Linked DNA regions of Sus scrofa: all the other regions are linked to region 2. A link is a contact called in public Hi-C and HiChIP or PLAC-seq data. All regions are on one chromosome and are shown on one strand. Each heading gives the region's core, a stretch centred on a gene start, on an enhancer-like site or on the middle of the called end of the contact. The rest is flanking DNA. Distances are from core to core; before and after follow the strand shown.

Region 1 (2,700 bases), core at 181-2,680, 340 kb before region 2:
CTCCATGCACCTCAGCCGGGTGACTCCAGGCTCCAGTCGTAACCACAGGCTGTTCTGCCTCTAGGCTTCCCCTGCTAGTCTGATGGAGGAGCCCTGCCCAGGTGAGAATTCTGCTTCACTGGCTCCTCATCAACCTGGAATCCAGTGGGTCGCTCAGGAAATACAAATTCCCTGTCCCATCTTTTCCCACCAGTCCTCTCCTCCAGCCATCAAGGAGGATGTATTGGAAGACTCTTTTCCAGGTCACAAAAGAGCGAGAGAACAAAGCATTTGAGAAGATCTCTCCCTCTCAATGGTTATGTAAAGGGTAGAGCCTTGTCAATTACATCTTGGTAAAGTGGGGAGAGAATAAAGTGCATTGTGTAAGGTAAATCAAAAACATAAATAAACAAAAAGCAAAAAGGTAGAGCCTATTTCTAAATGTACACGTCCCAAGATGACGATAGAGTGCAGCATTAGGTATTTTGGTAACGATTCCTGTCTGAGTCTAAAAAAACTCATCCGCTCCGTGTGACTCACCCGAAATGTGCTCAAGGCATCTCGTGTTTAATACACTCGGGGGAAAATAGCTCATCCACCTGCTAATGGAAGCCCCCTGAAGTGGTTCCTTGGGGATACAGGGGGGCTATATTGCTGTATCTTCCTGGGAGTGGCTTTTGGCTTCTTTTCTTCTGGAGGAGAAGTGTCTCTCCTGTTCTCGGACACATTGGATCAGGACTGACACCTACTACAGTTCCAATCCCTAGGAACCCTGTCCCCTGAAGGGAACGGTCGCCCCCCTACCCCGCCCCCGCATCAGCGGGTGGGCTCTGTTACTGGAAGGGCAGAGGGAAGAGAGGGTGGCAGGGAGGGGTCTGAAAAGGGACGCCAGCGATGATCCCATGCTGGGCCTGGCCGGGTTCTTTGCAAATCACCACTGAGAAGTCGCTGCTTGGGGTTTCCTCCATCCCTCGTGTCCACAACCCTCGGATGCATGTGGCCTCATCAGGGTACCTGTTGTGTTTTTCCCAGGCTTGCTGATGGCTGTCAGTACTCAGGAGACCCCACCCCCCCCCAAACCAAGAGCTGGCTGCCCGCTAAAGAATCCCTGTTTCCACTGAAGGAGGGACGAAAGCAAAGAGCTATTTGGGGCTGTGTGTGTGCACACACTCTCTTTTTTTAAACTGGTTCGCATTGTTCAAAGAGTCCAAAGGAGGCTTTTGGCTGGAGCGCTGGCCCCCAGGCAGCACACAGCCCCGCACCACATCCTGCCTCTCCACCGCCTCCCCTTCTCTCCCAGCTCCAGAAGCCAAGATGGGAAGACTCTCACGACCCTGTGGCTTGGCTGGGAGGAAGTCTGAACTTGATACAGCTGGCTTTCCTGGGGCCCTCGGCGAACATTGATCCCCGTGTCCCAGCTTCTTTGCTCACCTATTTTTAGTCCCGGGGAGGCGGGCTGCAGACCTTTCTAGGGCTCAGGGCGTTGTCTCTGGCAGGGGCCACGCCAGGGAGGAGACACCTGAGCAGGGAGCCAGGCAGCAGTTAAATGCGGTTTGTTTCAACGTCAAAAGGAAGAGAAATAAACACTGTTCCCCAGCTCCCTCCCTGTCTTCCAAGATCAAAGGGCTGAGTTTTCTCTTCCAACTGAGCAGCAAGCTGGACAGACTGATGGTGGCCTGAGGACATGTGATTTTGTGGTCACACTAAGGAGGCAGAGTGGCAGGAATGTCACACGCAGGACAGCCGCTCACAGAGCCTTTGGGTCACGCTTAGGCGGAGAGCTGCCTCCCCAGCCTGCCCTCTGTCCCCCTGCCACGCAGGCACACCCTCCCCTAACCTTGGAATCACTGATGAGTGGCTGTCACCCTCACCTGAGGAGAAAGTTGAGGGGCAAGGACCAGGTCTGTTCGCTTTGTACTGCATGTGTGCCCGGTGGTCTGTGTGAGAGGGGAGGGGGACACGGCAGTGTGTAGAGTGAGGCAGGGGCAGGGGTTTGGGGCCAGCTTGTGAGGCCTCACAGGTGACCCTATGTAACAGGTACTCAGTGAAAGCACCTGTTTACCAAGCCAGTGAACCAGCAGGTGATAGGCTACAAAAAGTTGTGATGATTGAACGTCAGGAACCAGGGAGTTCCTGGTGTGGCACAGCAGTAACGAACTCAACTAACATCCATAAGGATACAAGTTCAATCCCTGGCCTCGCTCATTGGGTTAAGGATCCAGCGTTGCCATGAGCTGTGGTGTAGGTCGCAGAGGTGGCTCAGATCCTGCATTGCTGTGGCTGAAGCATAGGCCTCAGCTGCAGCTCCAATTCAACCCCTAGCCTAGGAACTTCCATATGCCCTGGGTGCGTCCCTAAAAAGACAAAAAAAAAAAAAAAAAAAAAAAAAAAAAGTGAAGAACTAGCAAATTGCCACCTTTAGAAAACATACCAGTTAATTCCGGTTTCATGTGCACTTATCTAGCTTAGTAGTTTTAAATAAGACTTGCTGAATTGACTCTTTATCAATTCAGGAGGCTTATAGCACCTAAACCTGGGTTGATTAGGCCAATGTTACACGTGCAAACATAAAATATCAAATATACCATCTCTGACTCGTCCCCACTATCAGCCATATTCAGGCAGAATGTCGTATCCAGAATAACTAATTGGATGTGCCAATAGAAATGAAAAAAAAAGGGGGGGGGCCAGAATTCACAAGTTGACAAAGGCCGTGTATGA
Region 2 (2,700 bases), core at 157-2,656:
GCAAACACTCAGTAAAATAAATTTTCTCTAGTTTGCTAGTTCAAGGTCTTTTTGAAAACTCTGAAGCCAAAGAGTTGCAACTGATACAGAAAGAAATAGAAAAGGTCACCCCAGATTCCACCCCGTGGAAACCGAGGCACCTCCTGGCTTGTCATGAACTGGGAAACCGAAAAATACTCTGAGCTGGGGAAAATGTGGCAGCTGCATAGATCTCTCGGGATTTATCTTTGGTACTCGACTGATTTTCCAGCCCAACAACCTCACGTGAGAGCTGAGCAAAGGCAGGGAACCCAGAGAGCTGGCGTGACTCACCCAGGCTCCCTCCCACAGGCAGCGAGGGTTGGGGCTAGAGTCCTGGTCCCTGAACCTGAAAAGCATCCCTTTCCTACTTTGGGCCCGCGGTGGGCGCTGGGGCCAGGCGGGAGCCATCAGGATAAATCAGCACGTGTTGCTAGGCTGGCGACAAATGACGCGTCTAATTCCCTGGCCCAGCCAGCCCCGCGCGGCGGAGTAGCGCGCTCCGTGCGCACACGTGTGCACTCGGCCAGCGCGGGAGCAGCTGCAGAGGTTGGGCCTCCCGGGAGAGGACGGGGTGGGCGTGAGTGTTCGGGGGGGCGCCATCCCACCCCACCCCTGCGCGGCAGGGAGGGCCCCGCCAGCCGGGCCTTTCAGAGTTAATTAGCCTTCATGCATATGGATGGCACTGCCGATTGAACACGGTGGAGGGGTCGTGACCTGACCCCGGCGAGGCGTGCGGAAAGAAAAGACTGCTTTTCCCAGCTCGGTCCCTAATTGAAAGCCCAGTTGCCGGGCGCTGCGCCGGGGTGTGATCGCCGCCGCCCCATTTCTCCCGCAGAAGGAACACTTCGGGGGGAGCTGCCCCCGGCGCCCGGCCCCCTTTAGCAGCCCCTCTAATGACCTGCGGGGATGTGCAGGCGGCCCGACGACCGTCCCCCTGATATGTCGCCGTAATGATATCTGCACTGGGGATTTATTCCGAAGTTGTCCTTTTCCGTGATGGTTTTCATTTCCTGTCATTTAAAGCTGGAAGCATTTATGGAATATCACATGGTTTTCGTTTACACAGGAAATCAGCTGCAGTTGCGAGAAGATGCGGACTTACTTTTTTGTTTGTTTTTTTAATCCTTCCTCCCACCCCCACCCCCGCCCCGGAAAAAAAAAAAAATGAGAGAGAAAGGGAGGAGGAAAAAGGCAGCCTGCAGCATTTTGTTTTGAAGTAGTTTTCCTTTTTGATCCCCAGTCCTGTTCTCCGAAGTGGTCTGTGGTTATACAGAAAGCAGCAGTTTCTCTCTGACACGTGGTAATCACTACGTGAAGAAAGCACAGCACCTAGAGATGCTTTTGCTTTTTCCAGACCAGGGGGCGGGGGTGGGAGCGCAGCTGCGCGGGCAGCTCCGCCCCGGGGATGCGCCGCGCGACCCGCTCGGATCCGCCCTGGGAGCCGCGGACCGGGCGCCTCTGGAGCTGGGTTTACGCTCCTGGAAAGAGCGCACGTACAGTGCCCAGTTAACCTCCTGGGACCCCTCTGCTTGAACCTGAAAAGAGCAGTGTCCTGCCCCACCCCCAAGGACCACAATAGAAGTCTGTCCTTGGTCCGGCCCCAGCCCATCACCCCACCCCGGGAATCAGAGTCACAGGGCTTTATGACAGGGATTGGGGAAGAATTTGCGACTCATTCTTTAAGCTCCGCCCTCCAGTTACCGCTGAGTTAGGAACTCGCGACTAGAAGCGCCCCCGCACCACGGCTGCACCCCCTCTTAACCAGTGCAGTTCCAGCTGCTCCAGGCCCCCTCCCCCGCCGCCACCGCCCCTCTGAGGGCAACTAGACGGTCCTGGGCAATAGCGCCACCTGGTGCCCAGCATCCTCCAAGCCTTTCCTCGTATCCTTCTCCAAGATGCTAAACAAGCTGCCTTTAGAGATCAAGGGGGCCCAGAATAGAGTCAGGCTCACAGAGGAGCCCCCACCTCGGGTTGAAGTCCTCCTTTCCCCTAAAAGAGCTTAGAGTATAGGGGACAGGAGGCTCCCCTTTCATGCCATCCACTAGGGCATTCCATGGTAAGAGACCTATTCCTGGGATTGAAGGCTGGGCCCTCAACTGAATGGAAAATGCCCTTGAAGAGATATAATTCAGGCACCTGTTTGAGAGTGAACCAGTAACCTTTTCCCAAGGGTATGTGTGCTTCTACCGAGGGAGGAAAGCAAAGAGGAGGCCCAGCCCGAGGTCCAGGAGGGCAGAACCCAGCACTGCCGGCCATGTTTCAAGGGCAGGGGCCGTCTGTGTGGTGGGACTAGGAGGTGGGGAGCTGGTGGCTCTGGGAGGCAGGAGAGGGACAATGTGCACATTTCATGGGTGAGTAGGGCACCCCCACGGAACATCAAGTCCCTGTAGGCCCCCCTGGACCCAGGTGTCCCTCCATGATTGCTGTGTCCCTGGCAGCTGAGACCCGTTTAATTGAGACTCCAGGGCAGCCTCCCTTCCCCCAGCCCATAAAACCAACAGCCCCCTGTGTGAACACGAGCCCCGCATTTTTTATGGGCTGTCTGCTGACGGCTGGGGGACAAGAAGGGGACAAGGCTTACTGCTGCAGCCCTTGGAGCCTCCAGCTATTGAGCTGTGTAACGGGACCCCGTTCCTTGAAACCAAATATTTGCGAGGACACCCAGAAGCCACCTGGCTA
Region 3 (2,700 bases), core at 9-2,508, 280 kb before region 2:
TTATATAAAATGACACACTATTTGCCTGTAATTTAGGCATATCTTCTTGTTTATTTTAAATCAGTCCCCTCTAGATGACGTCTAATACTTAGTACAATGTAAACACTCTGTTAATAGTCACTGACACAACAAATTGAAGTTTTGCTTTTTGGAATGTTCTGGAATTTCTTTTTCAGATTTTTTTTTTTTTTTTTTTTTTTTTTGCGGGGAGTTTGGGGGAAGCTGCAACCATGTTATATGGAAGTTCCCAGGTCAAGGACAGAACCTGAGCCGCAGCAGTGACAACACAGGATCCATAACCTGCTGAGCCACAGAAATTCCTTTCTCAGAATATTTTTGATCTGCGGTTGGTCGATTCTGTGTATGTGGAGAGCCCACTGTGTTAGATGTTGTCTAAGCAGGAGGCCTCAGTACTATGATTACTATGATTTTTGCCTCCATCGATCTCATTCTTGTGCTTATTTCTTCATTCCTTCCAAGATCCCCACCACTTTAATTCAAACAGTAGCTCTGTTTCCCATAGTCCAAAGCAACCTGTTTCTCAGCAAGTTGCTTTGTAATTTTTCTAAAAGAAAAAGTATTCAGTTTCTTAACACCACCCTGGTCTCATGAGATAACCTGCAAGGCAAGTTAACTCACATGCAATTGATCAACAGGAAATGAGGTTAGCAGGACCCGGAAATTGCTCAGGTTCATGGGCAAGGGGCAAGTGTTATCACAGAGATAGAATTATAACTTTCAGCAGAAAAGGAAAAAGAGGAGTTCCTGTTGTGGCTCAGTAGGTTCAGAACCTGACCTAGTGTCCACAAGGATGTGAGTTAGATCCCTGGCCTTGCTCAGTGTGGCATAGGTCACAAATGTGGCTCGGATCCGGAGTGGCTGTGGCATAGGCCAGCAGCTGCAGCTCCGATTGGACCTTTAGCCTGGGAACGTCCATATGCTGCAGGTGCGGCCCTAAGAGGGAAATGAAAAAAAAAAAAAGAAAGAAAGAAAGAAAACAGCCTGATTACTGTACTAGGACCAGGAACTTATAAACTGTGGCTTTAAGAAAACCAACAACATGGGCCTCTGGGAGCCCCACCCCCAGAAGGGAAGCCCAGCCCTGTGGCTCTCAGCTGGGGGCAGGAACAGGGCCTGGGGGACAACCTTCATGGCAGCCCACAGACCCCACACCTGTGCTGCCTTGGCCCTGCCAGCTCTGATGTCAGTGTCGCCACAGATGCTGCCACTCTGTTTGCTATGGCGTTTTCTAGACTCCCAGAGAGCTGCCTAACTGAGCCCTTGAGTTCATTGTTCCAGCAACCAAGTTTTGTTTGGATACCGCTCTGATTACAAAGTTTGCATCATTTTGTGTGGCCTGCGCCAACCTTATTTCTACACAAACTCAGTTCCTTTTTGAAACAGATTTTTACTGCAATGGGGTTGATTTACCATGTTGTGTGTAAACTTAGTTCCTTTAGTAAACGGTTTTGCAGAGCACAGAGTTTTGTAAGGAAACATAGGTTAGAACAGCAACACCCTTCTTATTAGCTTTACCTTGAAGACACATTTTAACACTTAGTTTCAATGTGCCTCTGTGATCTCTGTAAATAGATTTCAAGTCTTTGCTTTAAGTCTAAGTTGCCCAAAAAACCCTTTGATATGCATTTGCCTGGAAATGAGAAGACATGTTCTAATCCCCTTTCATCCAAGGTAGCGTGGGTTCGGTGTGGACCAGTTTCTAAGATGAATTGGGAACACCATCTGGACTTGGTTTCTGAGTTACATATTGATATCTTTATGAAACCATTTTAGTTTATGTCCTACTCATTCACTTTCATAGCTTCTCTCTCTCTCTCTGTCTCTCTGTCTGTTTCTATCTCCCTCTCTGTCTCTGTCTCTCTCCTTTCTTTCCTTTTTCTTTCACTCTTGGAGAGGAGGGTTAATTTCATTAAAGCCAATTTCTTTTTAAATTTTTTTATTTTTAAAAAATTTTTATTGGAGTTCCCGTCGTGGCTCAGTGGTTAACGAATCTGACAAGGAACCACGAGGTTGTGGGTTCGATCCCTGGCCTTGCTCAGTGGGTTAACGTCCGGCGTTGCTGTGAGCTGTGGTGTAGGTCGCAGTCGTGGCTCGGATCCCGCGTTGCTGTGGCTCTGGCGTAGGCCAGTGGCTATAGCTCCAATTCGACCCCTAGCCTGGGAACCTCCATGTGCCACGGGAGCAGCCCTAGGAAAGGCAAAAAGACAAAAAAAAAAATTTATTATAGTTGATTTATAATGTTCTGTCAGTTTCTTCTGTTACAGCAAAGTAACTCTGTCATACATAGATTCATACATATATTCTTTTTCTCACACTATCCTCCAACATCTTCCATAACAAGTGATTGGATATAGTTCTCGGTGCTATAAAGCAGGATCTCATTGCTCATCCACTCCAGTTGCGAGAGTTTGCATTTACTAACCCTAAACTTGCCGTCCATCCCATTCCCTCTCGCTCGGCAACCACAAGTCTGTGACCGGTTTTGTTTTCAGTTTTATCAGTATGATTCCATCCTGCTAAACCGAAAGAATGTTTTATATTCTTGGCAAAGGAATAATATGAACAGAGATCTGTCTGTCAATATTTCGCATATAAGGTGTCTGTTACCTTGTCATGTGATGTGTGAGTTGCTTGTCCTTCGGGATGATGACGTCAAATCAGCAAAACTTAGCTGGTGTT
Region 4 (2,700 bases), core at 37-2,536, 440 kb before region 2:
AAGTCCATCAGATGGTGGAGTTCTGACTAGAGCTTTGGCTCTCAGGCCCAGGCAAATGACTGCCATACCATGCTGAGATCCATGAAATGTAGAGAGCCAGGAACAGAAACTTCTACTGTAGTTCAGTTTTTAACCAGACACAAATAAAACTTTCGGCCTTCATAGAAAGAAATGCATCTAGTGGATGGATGATGTCAGCAGCTCATTTTCTGTGAATGCTTTCAAAGTGGGCTTTATTTTTTCATGTTTTTTTAAAAAAATGTTATGCAGATTAGAAAGCCAACCCTTATCGAAATACACAGTGTCTTTGAGCAAGCAGTCCCCCCAAATGAATACCTCCTTTTGGCCTGGATTGTTCTCTCAGCATTCCAAGCTGACATGGCCACATTTCTTCAGTTATATGTTCTATTCCCCATGAGACTCCAGGGCCGTCCCACCCAAAAGCATGAACGTTTGCTATATGACCATAAAAGTCCACCCCATGAGTCATATTTAAGAGACAAGGCAAGTGGGCTGCATCAGCACAAGAAAAGCAGCCTCCCTCCTGGATTGAAGAAAAGGTACCCTTCACACTCTGGCTGCTGAAATCTTCCCAAGAGAAGAGTGATTTGCGAAGGACAGAAAACTTCGCCCCGCTGTGCAGAGATGGCCATAATCTCTGCTTGCGTTTTTTTTCCCCCCGAAGGTATTTTAATGCCTCGGATCTTAAGCCTAAAGCTGTCTCTGAGCTCAAGAGACATATTTAAACGTTTATGCATTCAGTTCATGATTCAGAGATTTATTTATAAGACCGTTGATTCTGGGACACCCAACTCTTGCATTGAAACTGCTGAAGTGAGTCATGTTCGTGGGAGGTAGTCGTACTACCAGAAAGTACAACTAACTTGTAAGCTTCTCTTTAAAATGTCCATTCACAGTCTGCAGTTACTGCAAATAACAAGGCTACCAGGAACTCGCTTGGCTTTATGGCCGCATATGTTTATCATGCATGCATTAGGCTCTACCCAAACAGACTTTGTCACCGAGGGGTTCTCAGAGGAGAAGAGAGTCCTTTCATTTAAGGCTCTGAATAGATTTCTGATGATTGAAAAGACATATATCTCAAGGTCTCCCCTCTGTGATAGGGAACAAAGCCCTGAAAACAGCTGACTCCAAAGACAAAGAATGGATCACAATGTGGTGAGAGTGTCTACATATGATTCATGCCTCGTTAAGGATTAGACCAGCCCCCTGTCCTTACGGGAGGCACTCCCCTCTTTAACACCTCTGTGCCTCTTGCTGGCTGGTTCTGTGTCCTCCTGGGAGCCTCTCTGACTCTCCACTTTGAGACTGATGAAGCCTATTGCCGCTGAGCAGCAGCAGAGTGAGCCAGGAAGCTTCTTGTGGCCGTGATGGTGGAGTTTCTGAAAACATCCTTCAGTTCACATAGCCATGACTAAGGAGGAAGTTTCCACTGGTCAATGCCTCATAGCTCACAGAAGACGTCTAGAGAGCTGGTGTTGTCCAAAGGACAAGGAATAGGAGGGGATCACATGTCTAGAGGCAGCTGAAATAAGGGGCTTCCACGGCAGGGGTCGGGAAGCATCAGAAAGGCGGGGTGGGATTTACATAGACCAGCTCCGGCCACTGGATGGCTTTACTCGGCCATGGCTTAGCCTGCCTTTGGCTTAGCCTTGCTTGACACGTCTCAGCTGTGATACTCAGCCCTCCTGATTTCCCCTAAAATCTCCCTGGACCCCTGAGCCAAACATGCTTTCCTTGGTGGGATTGAGACTCGCCAGCTCTAAAACCAGCCTCCCGAGGCACCTGTGACTCATCTACTTTCTTGGACCTGTTCACATTCATTCATTCATTCATTGACTCGACATTGATTCAGTAACCGGTTCCTGTCTCCCCTTGGTATGTCAGTGGTGCTGGGGGCTGGATGCTCCTGTAGACATAACCCAGTCTCTGCCTTTGTGGATGGTACTGCCTGGTTGGGGAGCTGGCCAGGAAAAGTGGCAATTTCAAAACCATATACTAAACGGTACATAGGGGTGAGTGGGTGCTATGGGGACACATCAGAAGGCTGCCCCACCTGATCTGGGAGCAGAAAACACCCAAAGAGCTTAGGTTTAAGCCAAGCAGTGAGGGAAAAGCAGGAGATAGGCAAATGACTTAAGGGAGAGTGACAGTAAGGAGGGAAGGTTCTATGGAGAAGGAAAGGAACAGACTGATGTCTGTGGGATCCAGGCAGATCCAGTTCAGAGAAGCATGTGGATGGAGAAAAAAGTAAAACAGTTAGTGGAGTGATGACTGAGGAGCCTGGACGGGGAGATCAGATGTGAAGAGCCTTGTCTGCCATGTTTCACAGTGGAGGAATTCCTGTTGTGGCTCAGTGGGGTTAAGGACCCAGCGTGGTCTCCATGAGGATGCAGGTTTGATCCCTGGCCTCCATCAGTGGGTTAAGGATCTAGTGTTGCCATGGCTGTGGTGTAGGCCAGCTGCTGCAGCTCCAGATTGACCCCAAGCCTGGGAACAGCCTTCAAAAGAAAACACACAGAAAAACCAACACAAAGTGGAGCGTTATTGGGATTAGTTAGGAATGAACCCAGGTACCATGTTTCCATTAGAACAGCTGTGTCCACATGTGGGATAGGCTTGTATCCAAGCCTCCAGACTTCACCCTGAATAGGTGAGTCGACTCTTAAGTATTTAGCT
Region 5 (2,700 bases), core at 87-2,586, 310 kb before region 2:
CCCAGGCCGGGGCCAGTAGCGGTGCCAGGTGTGACGGCAGGGGGACAGAGGGCCAGTGACAATTCCTATTTCCCCAATCCCTGCTCAGTAGTCCAGCTGGGAAGCACATGTGTTCCATATTTAGGCATGCTTTCTTTTTTTTTTTCCTCTCCTGAAACAGGAGGAGGTGGGAGAAAGGGGTGAAGTCCTACTGGGGGCCAGAGATAAAGACTGACACACAGAAATGGCCCACAATAGGGAGCAAAGCGAGTTAAGCTGACGTCAAGGTTTTCAAATCCACGGCTAAAGAGACCAAACAGCACTGGCCTAGAAGCCAGGAGAGCCGGCTGCTGGTGGCCGCTTCCATCAAGGAGGCAATCCAGTCGGGCAGTGAGGCCTCTGTCCCCCTTTGTCATCTGTACAACAGAGACCAGCATCCATTGCCAGACAGCAGGTCCCCAGTAGGGATTTGTGAATCCATCTCTCGCTCGCTCTCTCTTTTTTTTTTTTAGGGTCGCAGGTGCAGCATATGGAAGTTTCCAGGCCAGGGATTGGCCTACACCACAGCCAGATCCAAGCTGAGCCGCATCTCCAACCTACACCACCACAGCTCACGGTAACACCAGATCCTTAACCCACTGAACAAGGCCAGGGATTGAACCCGCGTCCCCATGGATCCTAGTGGGGTTGGCTACCCCTGAGCCATGAGAGGAACTCCTGGGCTTTGTGAATCTTATACAGCAAGGTGAGTGGGTGTGTCCTTTTGTGTTGATTTCTTTCTACTTTGGCAAACGGCATTCCGAAAATGGAAATATTTTCCATCAAGGGACAGATCCATCAGGATGAAGGGGAGAAAACCTCTCCCAGGCATATCTGTAATTGCTTTTCGTTCATCCTGGGGCTGCTGATGGGGTGGGGGGAGGTGGGCAGCATGTCGTGCTGACAACTTTGCTTTCCTGTCCCGTCTAAGAGTCTGTGAACGAGGCCATTTGGGTTAATGCCCCAATTACCATCACGTATGTCTAAACTTCACCAGCTCCTCAGGGACCACTCAGTTACATATCTTCATGAACACAGAGTATTTCGAATGATTATTTTTTTCCTCCTCGGCTTCTAGGCCTCTTGGCAGCATGCTCCCTGAGTGTTTTCAAAAGCTTTCACAAGATATCCTCATAACATTGGGGAAAAAAAAACACGAAGCAAACTTTCAGGCTAATGCTTAACTTCTGCTGGCCCTGATATTTTTTTCAGGTTGCGAAAGAAGACAGTGAGTTTTCTGGATGTACCTGTCAAGCCTAAATGATTGTTCATTTCCTGTGAAATGGGGATCACGTAATAACATGCAGCTGGGGAGCTAGGCTGGGTTTCTTGCTTTTTCCTCTTCCAGAAGCTGGGTCCCTTACCAGCTGGGAAGTATTACGGTGTGAATGTGCTGAAAAACTTAGGGGAAATGAGAAGAACGACAACACTCTGGATGTCAGCAGTCAGTTTGATGGTCTCACCTGTACCAAGTGGAGGAGGTTTTCACAGCAAAGGCACAGAAAGATGAATTTAACTAGAAATGATCTCTAAGAAAAAAAAAAAAAAAAAAAAAAAAAGATTGACAAAGCCAGAAGAATCTTTCTCTAGAAGGGAGCTGTTTAGAATAAACCCTGCAAAAATTATGCATGCCAATGGCTGGGTGAGTTGGAGAGAAACCATTTAAAATAAGAAAATATTTTCCCCCAAGAGAAAAGGATTCGTACGGATCAGTGTATCTGTGTCTTGCTAATGAAGTCATTACCTGGAACAACAACAACCAAAAAAAAACCCCAGGTAAATTCAAGGCTGGGTTTCAAATTGGAACTCAGCAACATGTAATCCCAGGCACTTATTTTAAATGCATGCGTCTGTCTTTTAGTATGATAAATTTCACTCCGTGTTTCATTAGCCATTATGCTTTACGTGGCCGTTGTATTAGATCTTAGATGCTGAGAGATGGAGCCAACATTTCTGTTCAGGTGGCTCCCATTCCCAGTCCTCATCACAATTAATTAGAGAAAAGGGGGCTGAGGGTGGGAGCAGAAGAGATGCTGGGAAGGTGGCTTCTCCTGGGAAAGTAAGGAAAAGAAGGAGGGGCCAGGGCCAAGGAAAGTCACTGCCAATGGAAGTTTATGGCCTTGCTGCCCATCACACCCAGACCTGTGCTTGGCAGAAGAAAAGAGATTTGGGGTCTGAGGGATATGTAGGGGTAATACCGCTGCCCTGGATCACTGTGCGTGTGTGTGTGTGTCTTTGTGGTTCCCAACCCTGGCTGGGCATCAAGATTACTGGTCGAACTTTTAAAAATAGAAATGTTGTGCCCCAGCCAGTCCTGGACTAAAAGTTGTGCCTGACTTCTATATATATATATATATTTAATAATAGTTTTTTTGTTTTAGTATATAAGGAAATTTGTATTTTTTCTAGGCTTTTAAAAAAATTGAAGTATAGTTGATTTATAATGTTAATATCTGCTGCATAGCAAAGTGATTCAGTTATACATATATCTATCTTTTCAGATTCTTTTCCCTTATAGGTTATTATGATATTGAGTGTAGTTCCCTGTGCTGTACAATAGGTCCTTGTTGGTTATCTGTTTTATATATAGTAGTAGTATGTGTATGTTGTTGTTGTTTTCGTTTTCTTTTTATGGCTGTTCCTGGACTGGGGGTCAAATTGGAGCCACAGCTGCTGGCCTCT
Region 6 (2,700 bases), core at 24-2,523, 260 kb before region 2:
TATCAGTTTATTTATCTTAGCCTATGTGGTTTCTGTGTGTGTGTGTGATACTCATGATTAATGGTGTCAAAACCCCACACAATTTTGAACACTACAAAAATAAAGAGGCAGTTTGATGATTATCATCTAATTTTAGAAGAAAATCATGGCACAGAATTGTCGTTTGCTTATATTAAGTATAGTCTCCATTACTACCTTGTATTTTCATCTTTCACTTTACCTCTGAATATAGATTCTTCTTTTCCTAAGTGTTCCTGAGCTATGATTTAAAGATAAGCAACTAAGAAATGCACGTAGTTTATAGGGTGTTAAGTGACAAGCAAGAGGATCTATTTCAGGAAATTAAAATGGCAACTTGAGGGATTTTACTTTTCTTTAAATTAGGTTTATTAAATACAAATTTTCTCATTTATATCAATTCCGTGATATTTCAAAACACTAGAAAGTTGTTAGTTTAAAACTTCACACAATTGATTTAAAGAAGAGATTTGTTTAAAGTTTTTCACCAACTCTCTAGAATGCCAGTCATAGTATAAAGTGCCAGACCCACTATCAATTTTGGGGAGGGGGGGCATGATCATAGAATGCAGAGGATCCTGGGGCTAAGGATCGAACCCATGCTACTACAGTGACAACACTGGCTCCATAACCCGCTGAGCCACTAGGGAACTCCAAGACTTATCTATTTTTAATATGGTGTCAGCAGCCCCTGTATTGTATGTCTTAAGAACTATTCAGTTTTCGGTACATTTCTTGATTGTTTTTTAAGGTTTTTTGTTTGATTTTTGTTGTTTCCTTTTTAAAATGTGGATGCTATTTTCATGGGGGAAAAATAATGCACAGACCAAAAGAAGAAAATTACATTGAGTCAATGTTAATGGAAATTGACTTCGGTTTTACAAAGGAACACTTTCGAGTTGTGAAGTTTTGAGTTTTGTCTTAGTTTCATCAAAATCTCTCAGATTTTTATGAACGCAATTGAAATCAGGAGATGATCCCAAAGGAGAGACTGGGGGGAGCGGTGAAAATAGACCATTTCAGTTGCACAGCAACATCTTTTCTGTTTTGAAAATAAATCTTTGCAGGTGTGTTTCCGATCTAGCTTTCTTGCTCAAGGAAGAATGTTTATCATTTTCTGAATTTACCAGCAATTGGTGTGCGCTGAGGGCTCATTTATTTCTTACAAAATGTCGCTAACTCACTCCTGTCCTCTTAAATTTAAAACAGCTGCTACCCACTGGCAGGATCTAAATCTTAACAGAGACAGAATTCCAGACTCCGTATGCCTGTATTACACTCTTGTTAATAACCATCTCTGTCTGTCAAGGTGACAGCGGGACAATGTGGGTCCTACACTCACATTTTCTCTGTCCCTGTGTAAAAAGCTAAAGCTTTTATTTTGTTAATAAAGACCTATGATTTAATTTAAAAAAACTCTTCTGATTATTGAAGCACTATAATTTGGTTTTGCTTGAAGCACTCTAACTTCCAATATTGTTTCCTTTCTCTGCAGTTATATTTTTAATATTATCTGGGAGTTAGGGTAGCTTATTTACTGAGAGAAAGTAGCAGAGGGATCCAAACTCAATGTTAAAAGGCAAGGCAAATTTGAGGAAAGAAACATAGTCTTTAAATTTTCAATTGTTTAGGATTTTATTTCCAGATTCCATTTTCATAATGTAGAATTTACAATCTCAACATTTATTTGGAAACAAGACAACAATTTCAACTTTTTCATGACCGCCTCACTGTTGAAAATAAGAGTTTTGACATAAGCTTCACCTGGATTCTCAGTCAAGGATACTCTTTTCATTTTTACCTTCTTTTGACCCGGTTGCCTTGCCCAAAAGCTATCATTTTGTTTTCCTTTCTCTTTGGTTTTCTTGCAGAACAACTGTTCAGTTTCTATAAAGATAAATTCATCTGTCTTGAAAAATGCTAAAGATTATTTTCATGCAGAAGATAAATCACTGGAAGAGACAGTAAAGAATTCAAAAGGTACTTCACGTTCTACCAGAGCGAAATCCAAATCTTTCTCCTCCGCAGTGAATTCATGGTTTCCTGGAAGATAAGATCTCATCCTGTTAAGGACTTCGTCTTAGAAAAGAAGAGAACATAATCTCTCAGGGGAACTGCAGGATCATAATTCCTAAAATCAAATATATCAATAAACACAGCTCTTACTTTAAAATAGTCAACCAAGTCTCCAGAACTTAGAGTGTAAAAAGTTGATGTCAAATTGTAATATCCTATAATAACATCAGTCTGTAAAAGAGAACAAATGATTGTTTAATTAGTTTAAAGTTTTATTCTCATAAATAAAATCCAAATGCTTGGTCATCATTCATATATTGTGAATGCCTTTTCTTAGTGATGAGACTTAACTTTGAAACTAATGTGCTGCTTTCCTGTGTGAGAAAGAAAGATAAAAAAATAAGCCTCTTGGGAATGGGAAGAAAATTTCCAGTCTCTCACCAGCCAATCTAATTTTTAATCATCTCTCTCTCTCTCTTTCTCTCCTCCTCCCTCCCTTGTTCTCTCTCTTGCTCTTTTTTCCCCCTGAAATCATCGTCATTTTCACCCCCTCATCCTGTTTTACAAATATAACTAATTTTGCAGAACTGAGGTTTGGATTTCATTTTTCACCTTGAAGTCTTTGCTTATATTTGTTCCCTGGCCAACGTGCTAGTCCAGAACTCA
Region 7 (2,700 bases), core at 190-2,689, 450 kb before region 2:
TCAGATTTTCTGTAATGCTCTTAAAATTTGCTTGCTCTGTTAGCTAATTCAATTATTTTAAATGGTAAAATCTCCCACCTGTGATGATAGTTTGGACCATTCTTTTCTTTTAGTGTTATTAGTTTCTGGTTTATATGCTTTGGATCTTTGTCTTTGCATGAATATAGATTTAGAACTTTTATATTTCCTTGTAGATTGATCCCTTTATCACTATGAAAAGTCCCTCTTTATCTGATAATGCTTCTTATTTAAAGTCCATTTATCTGATGTTAGTGTAGCTAAAGCTATCATTTCCCATAGTTTTACTTTCAACCTATGTCTCTGTATTTAAAATACATCTTTTGTAATCAGAATATAATTGAATTGTTTTTGATTTTACTTGGTTGGCCTTTTACTTGGAATATTTAGTATACTTACATTTACTGTAATTGCTGACATTGTTAGGTTTAAATCTATTTTCTTCCTATTTCTCTATTTGACTCACCTGTTTTATGTTCTTTTTTCCTCTCCTTTCTTGCCTATTGTTGTACTGATCAGTTTTTTATTATTTTGTTTTTATATATTAAATTGTTAGGTAGTAATACATCAGTGGTTACAATTTTTATCCTTGATTTATTACAACTATTATAAATTATTACTTTTAACACTTCCCAGATAATTCATTTATCCTCTCTCCTGCCTTTTTTAAAGATTATTATTCTTGGTTGATTGGTTAAAACCTAGTTGAAGAATTTAAACCATTTTGTTTTAAATTGCCTTTTTTTTTTTTTTTTTTTTTTAGGGTCACAGCTTCAGCATATGGAAGTTCCCATCCTCTGTTCTTTAGTATCAGTATTTCACATTGACTTCCCTTTGGGTTTCCTTACCCTTTTAATCTCTATAATCTATTGTTAAACCCATATCTTGAGTTTTTAATTTCTTTAAGTTCTTTTTCAGTACCTTAGTATATTTCTGTCCTTTTTCCTTCTATTTCATTGAACATCCTAATTATAATCATTTCAAAGCTCTTGTCTGCCAAGTCTAGTCCCCAGTCATCAAAAGAGGTCTCTTGAGTTTGAGTTATATGATCTTTTTCTTGGCATACTAAGTAATTTTGTATTAATTTTGGACATTGTGTGTTAAGAAATCATAGAGGCTCCAGATTATGTAATCTTTCTCCAGAGCAGTCTCACTGTTTCCTCTGCTGGGCAGAGAGAGTAAAGACTGGTCATTTGAATCCACTCAAGGACTGAGCCTTGTTTGCGGGAGGTCAGGTTCCACTCACATTTCCATGGCTTCCAGACAGAGGCTTCCTGTGTTTGCTGGAGCCTCTCCTTCTGTCTGGTCTTCAGCTTCATTTGTTTTCTTCTCAATCAGAAACTCAGGTCTGTTTGTGGTCTTTATTCTGAGGTTCTTAGTTTCCCACCACTTGCAGCTTCAGAATTGCCCATGTGCCACCCCTAGTGCTCCATCTGCCCCCGTTACAACTTAGTTAAATTACCTTTTGAGATGCCATGCACAGGGTGCTGGATGGTGAGCCATGGTTCAACCAAAGGCCATAAGAAATTGAAACAGAAAAGTTTATCACTTACAGGTCCTGGAGGAAGTCCATGGCATGCCTCAAGGGGTTCCACAGGGAGGGCAAGGCACCGGGCAGGCAGAGCTGAAGAGGCAGGACCTGGCACATGTCTTTATTGGGGTCTATGGGTGGCATGCTCTGGAGTTCCTGGGCTACAGTCAGATTGGTCAATTCGAACCAAAAAGAGTGCAGTTTGAATCAGCTTTAAGGGGCACACAGAGTAGGTGCTGGGAGGCTGGGAGACTGCCGATGGGCAAGTCATATCAGGAGCTCACCCTGCTTGTGGCCAGGGCTGTTATCTATGGTATGCATGCACATGAGGGTCTAGTGTCAGTTTAAGGCCCCCACAGGCCCCTGGGTCAAACGAACTGTGTGCTGAGACAGAGATACCATGGAGCAGCTATGCTAAGCTCTCAACAGTCCCTTTTGCTTTTTTTTCCTTTTTATCTTTTTAGGGCTGCACCTGTGGCATATGGAGGTTCCCAGGCTAAGGGTCAAATTGGAGCTACAGCTGCCAGCCTACGCCAGAGCCACGGCAACGCCAGATCCTAGCCGCGTCTGCAACCTACGCGGACAATGGCAATGCTGGATCCTTAACCCACTGAGAGAGGCCAGGGTTTGAACCCACATCCTCATGGATACTAGTCAGGTTCACTTCTGACTATGGGAACTCCCCAACAGTCCCTTTTCAATGGAGGACCAGCCCTTCAGATCTCTGCTTCTGTGTCCCTGGTACCACAAAGCTGCCCAAAGTCTGCCGGTGCCTTTCCATAGTGGCCCTCAGTCCAGGCAGCCCCTGGATTCTAGGATGCAGCATTGGCAGACTTCCCAGGGAGGGGGCAGCTCCACCTCTCAGCTGTTCTTTCCTTGGTCATCACTGCTCCAGAATCTTCAGAGTCCTGGCCCCTCTTCTTCCTGGTTATTTCAGTAGTCACTGATGCATTGAAACAGATGTGTGCCTTGTTCATCTCATTTTTTATTTTTCTGTCTTTTCTTAGTGGGAGCATTGCTGTACTCTGAGATACCTCATTACATTCTAAAATGGAATTTGATTTTTTTTCACAGTAAACTTTATAACGGAGCCATGTTTTAAGGGATCCAAGTTTTCTGTGTGTTGCTGAGTGAGGCCAACTAACACTGTT

What was found. A called contact is a pair of places that touch in the nucleus more often than the background predicts. HiChIP or PLAC-seq counts read pairs in DNA pulled down with a chosen protein or histone mark.
Region 1: a contact with region 2 is called in an H3K27ac HiChIP or PLAC-seq map of skeletal muscle, with 7 times the contacts expected there. The contact joins two enhancer-like sites. A contact is called at or near these places in 8 of 47 Hi-C or Micro-C datasets (alveolar macrophages, embryonic fibroblasts, fetal heart ventricle and 4 more) and 1 of 2 datasets of contacts at active chromatin or transcription factors (skeletal muscle).
Region 3: a contact with region 2 is called in a Hi-C map of liver, with 4 times the contacts expected there. The contact joins two enhancer-like sites. A contact is called at or near these places in 4 of 47 Hi-C or Micro-C datasets (embryonic fibroblasts, epiblast stem cells and liver) and 1 of 2 datasets of contacts at active chromatin or transcription factors (skeletal muscle).
Region 4: a Hi-C map of embryonic fibroblasts shows a contact between it and region 2, with 1.9 times the contacts expected there. The contact joins two enhancer-like sites. A contact is called at or near these places in 1 of 47 Hi-C or Micro-C datasets (embryonic fibroblasts) and 1 of 2 datasets of contacts at active chromatin or transcription factors (skeletal muscle).
Region 5: an H3K27ac HiChIP or PLAC-seq map of skeletal muscle shows a contact between it and region 2. The contact joins two enhancer-like sites. A contact is called at or near these places in 2 of 47 Hi-C or Micro-C datasets (epiblast stem cells and liver) and 1 of 2 datasets of contacts at active chromatin or transcription factors (skeletal muscle).
Region 6: an H3K27ac HiChIP or PLAC-seq map of skeletal muscle shows a contact between it and region 2. The contact joins two enhancer-like sites. A contact is called at or near these places in 1 of 5 promoter capture datasets (liver), 21 of 47 Hi-C or Micro-C datasets (adipose tissue, alveolar macrophages, brain and 11 more) and 2 of 2 datasets of contacts at active chromatin or transcription factors (alveolar macrophages and skeletal muscle).
Region 7: an H3K27ac HiChIP or PLAC-seq map of skeletal muscle shows a contact between it and region 2, with 7 times the contacts expected there. The contact joins two enhancer-like sites. A contact is called at or near these places in 1 of 47 Hi-C or Micro-C datasets (epiblast stem cells) and 1 of 2 datasets of contacts at active chromatin or transcription factors (skeletal muscle).

Annotation. Positions count from the first base shown.
Region 1 is chr10:41,865,086-41,867,785 of Sscrofa11.1, reverse strand. All of the region lies in intron 3 of ZNF438 (zinc finger protein 438), which reads left to right. Among named protein-coding and RNA genes, the nearest start is that of ZEB1, 150 kb to the left of the region's middle. Within about 2 kb of position 1,430, at least 13 of the 83 cell types and tissues checked have an H3K27ac peak or open chromatin away from gene starts, as enhancers often do. A contact at or near this core is called in fetal skeletal muscle and skeletal muscle, where this site is marked.
Region 2 is chr10:41,520,302-41,523,001 of Sscrofa11.1, reverse strand. All of the region lies in intron 2 of LOC110255684 (a long non-coding RNA gene), which reads left to right. Among named protein-coding and RNA genes, the nearest start is that of SVIL, 350 kb to the right of the region's middle. Within about 2 kb of position 1,406, at least 59 of the 83 cell types and tissues checked have an H3K27ac peak or open chromatin away from gene starts, as enhancers often do. A contact at or near this core is called in embryonic fibroblasts, fetal skeletal muscle, liver and 2 more, where this site is marked.
Region 3 is chr10:41,800,414-41,803,113 of Sscrofa11.1, reverse strand. The region is part of intron 6 of ZNF438 (zinc finger protein 438); the gene reads left to right. Among named protein-coding and RNA genes, the nearest start is that of ZEB1, 210 kb to the left of the region's middle. Within about 2 kb of position 1,258, at least 11 of the 83 cell types and tissues checked have an H3K27ac peak or open chromatin away from gene starts, as enhancers often do. A contact at or near this core is called in liver, where this site is marked.
Region 4 is chr10:41,956,502-41,959,201 of Sscrofa11.1, reverse strand. All of the region lies in intron 1 of ZNF438 (zinc finger protein 438), which reads left to right. Among named protein-coding and RNA genes, the nearest start is that of ZEB1, 55 kb to the left of the region's middle. Within about 2 kb of position 1,286, at least 7 of the 83 cell types and tissues checked have an H3K27ac peak or open chromatin away from gene starts, as enhancers often do. A contact at or near this core is called in embryonic fibroblasts, where this site is marked.
Region 5 is chr10:41,827,492-41,830,191 of Sscrofa11.1, reverse strand. The region is part of intron 5 of ZNF438 (zinc finger protein 438); the gene reads left to right. Among named protein-coding and RNA genes, the nearest start is that of ZEB1, 180 kb to the left of the region's middle. Within about 2 kb of position 1,336, at least 11 of the 83 cell types and tissues checked have an H3K27ac peak or open chromatin away from gene starts, as enhancers often do. A contact at or near this core is called in liver and skeletal muscle, where this site is marked.
Region 6 is chr10:41,784,189-41,786,888 of Sscrofa11.1, reverse strand. ZNF438 (zinc finger protein 438) reads left to right here. Exons shown (of 19, transcript XM_021064197.1): 8 at 1,890-1,998. Among named protein-coding and RNA genes, the nearest start is that of ZEB1, 230 kb to the left of the region's middle. Within about 2 kb of position 1,273, at least 4 of the 83 cell types and tissues checked have an H3K27ac peak or open chromatin away from gene starts, as enhancers often do. A contact at or near this core is called in fetal skeletal muscle, skeletal muscle and subcutaneous adipose tissue, where this site is marked.
Region 7 is chr10:41,973,415-41,976,114 of Sscrofa11.1, reverse strand. The region is part of intron 1 of ZNF438 (zinc finger protein 438); the gene reads left to right. Among named protein-coding and RNA genes, the nearest start is that of ZEB1, 38 kb to the left of the region's middle. Within about 2 kb of position 1,439, at least 5 of the 83 cell types and tissues checked have an H3K27ac peak or open chromatin away from gene starts, as enhancers often do. A contact at or near this core is called in skeletal muscle, where this site is marked.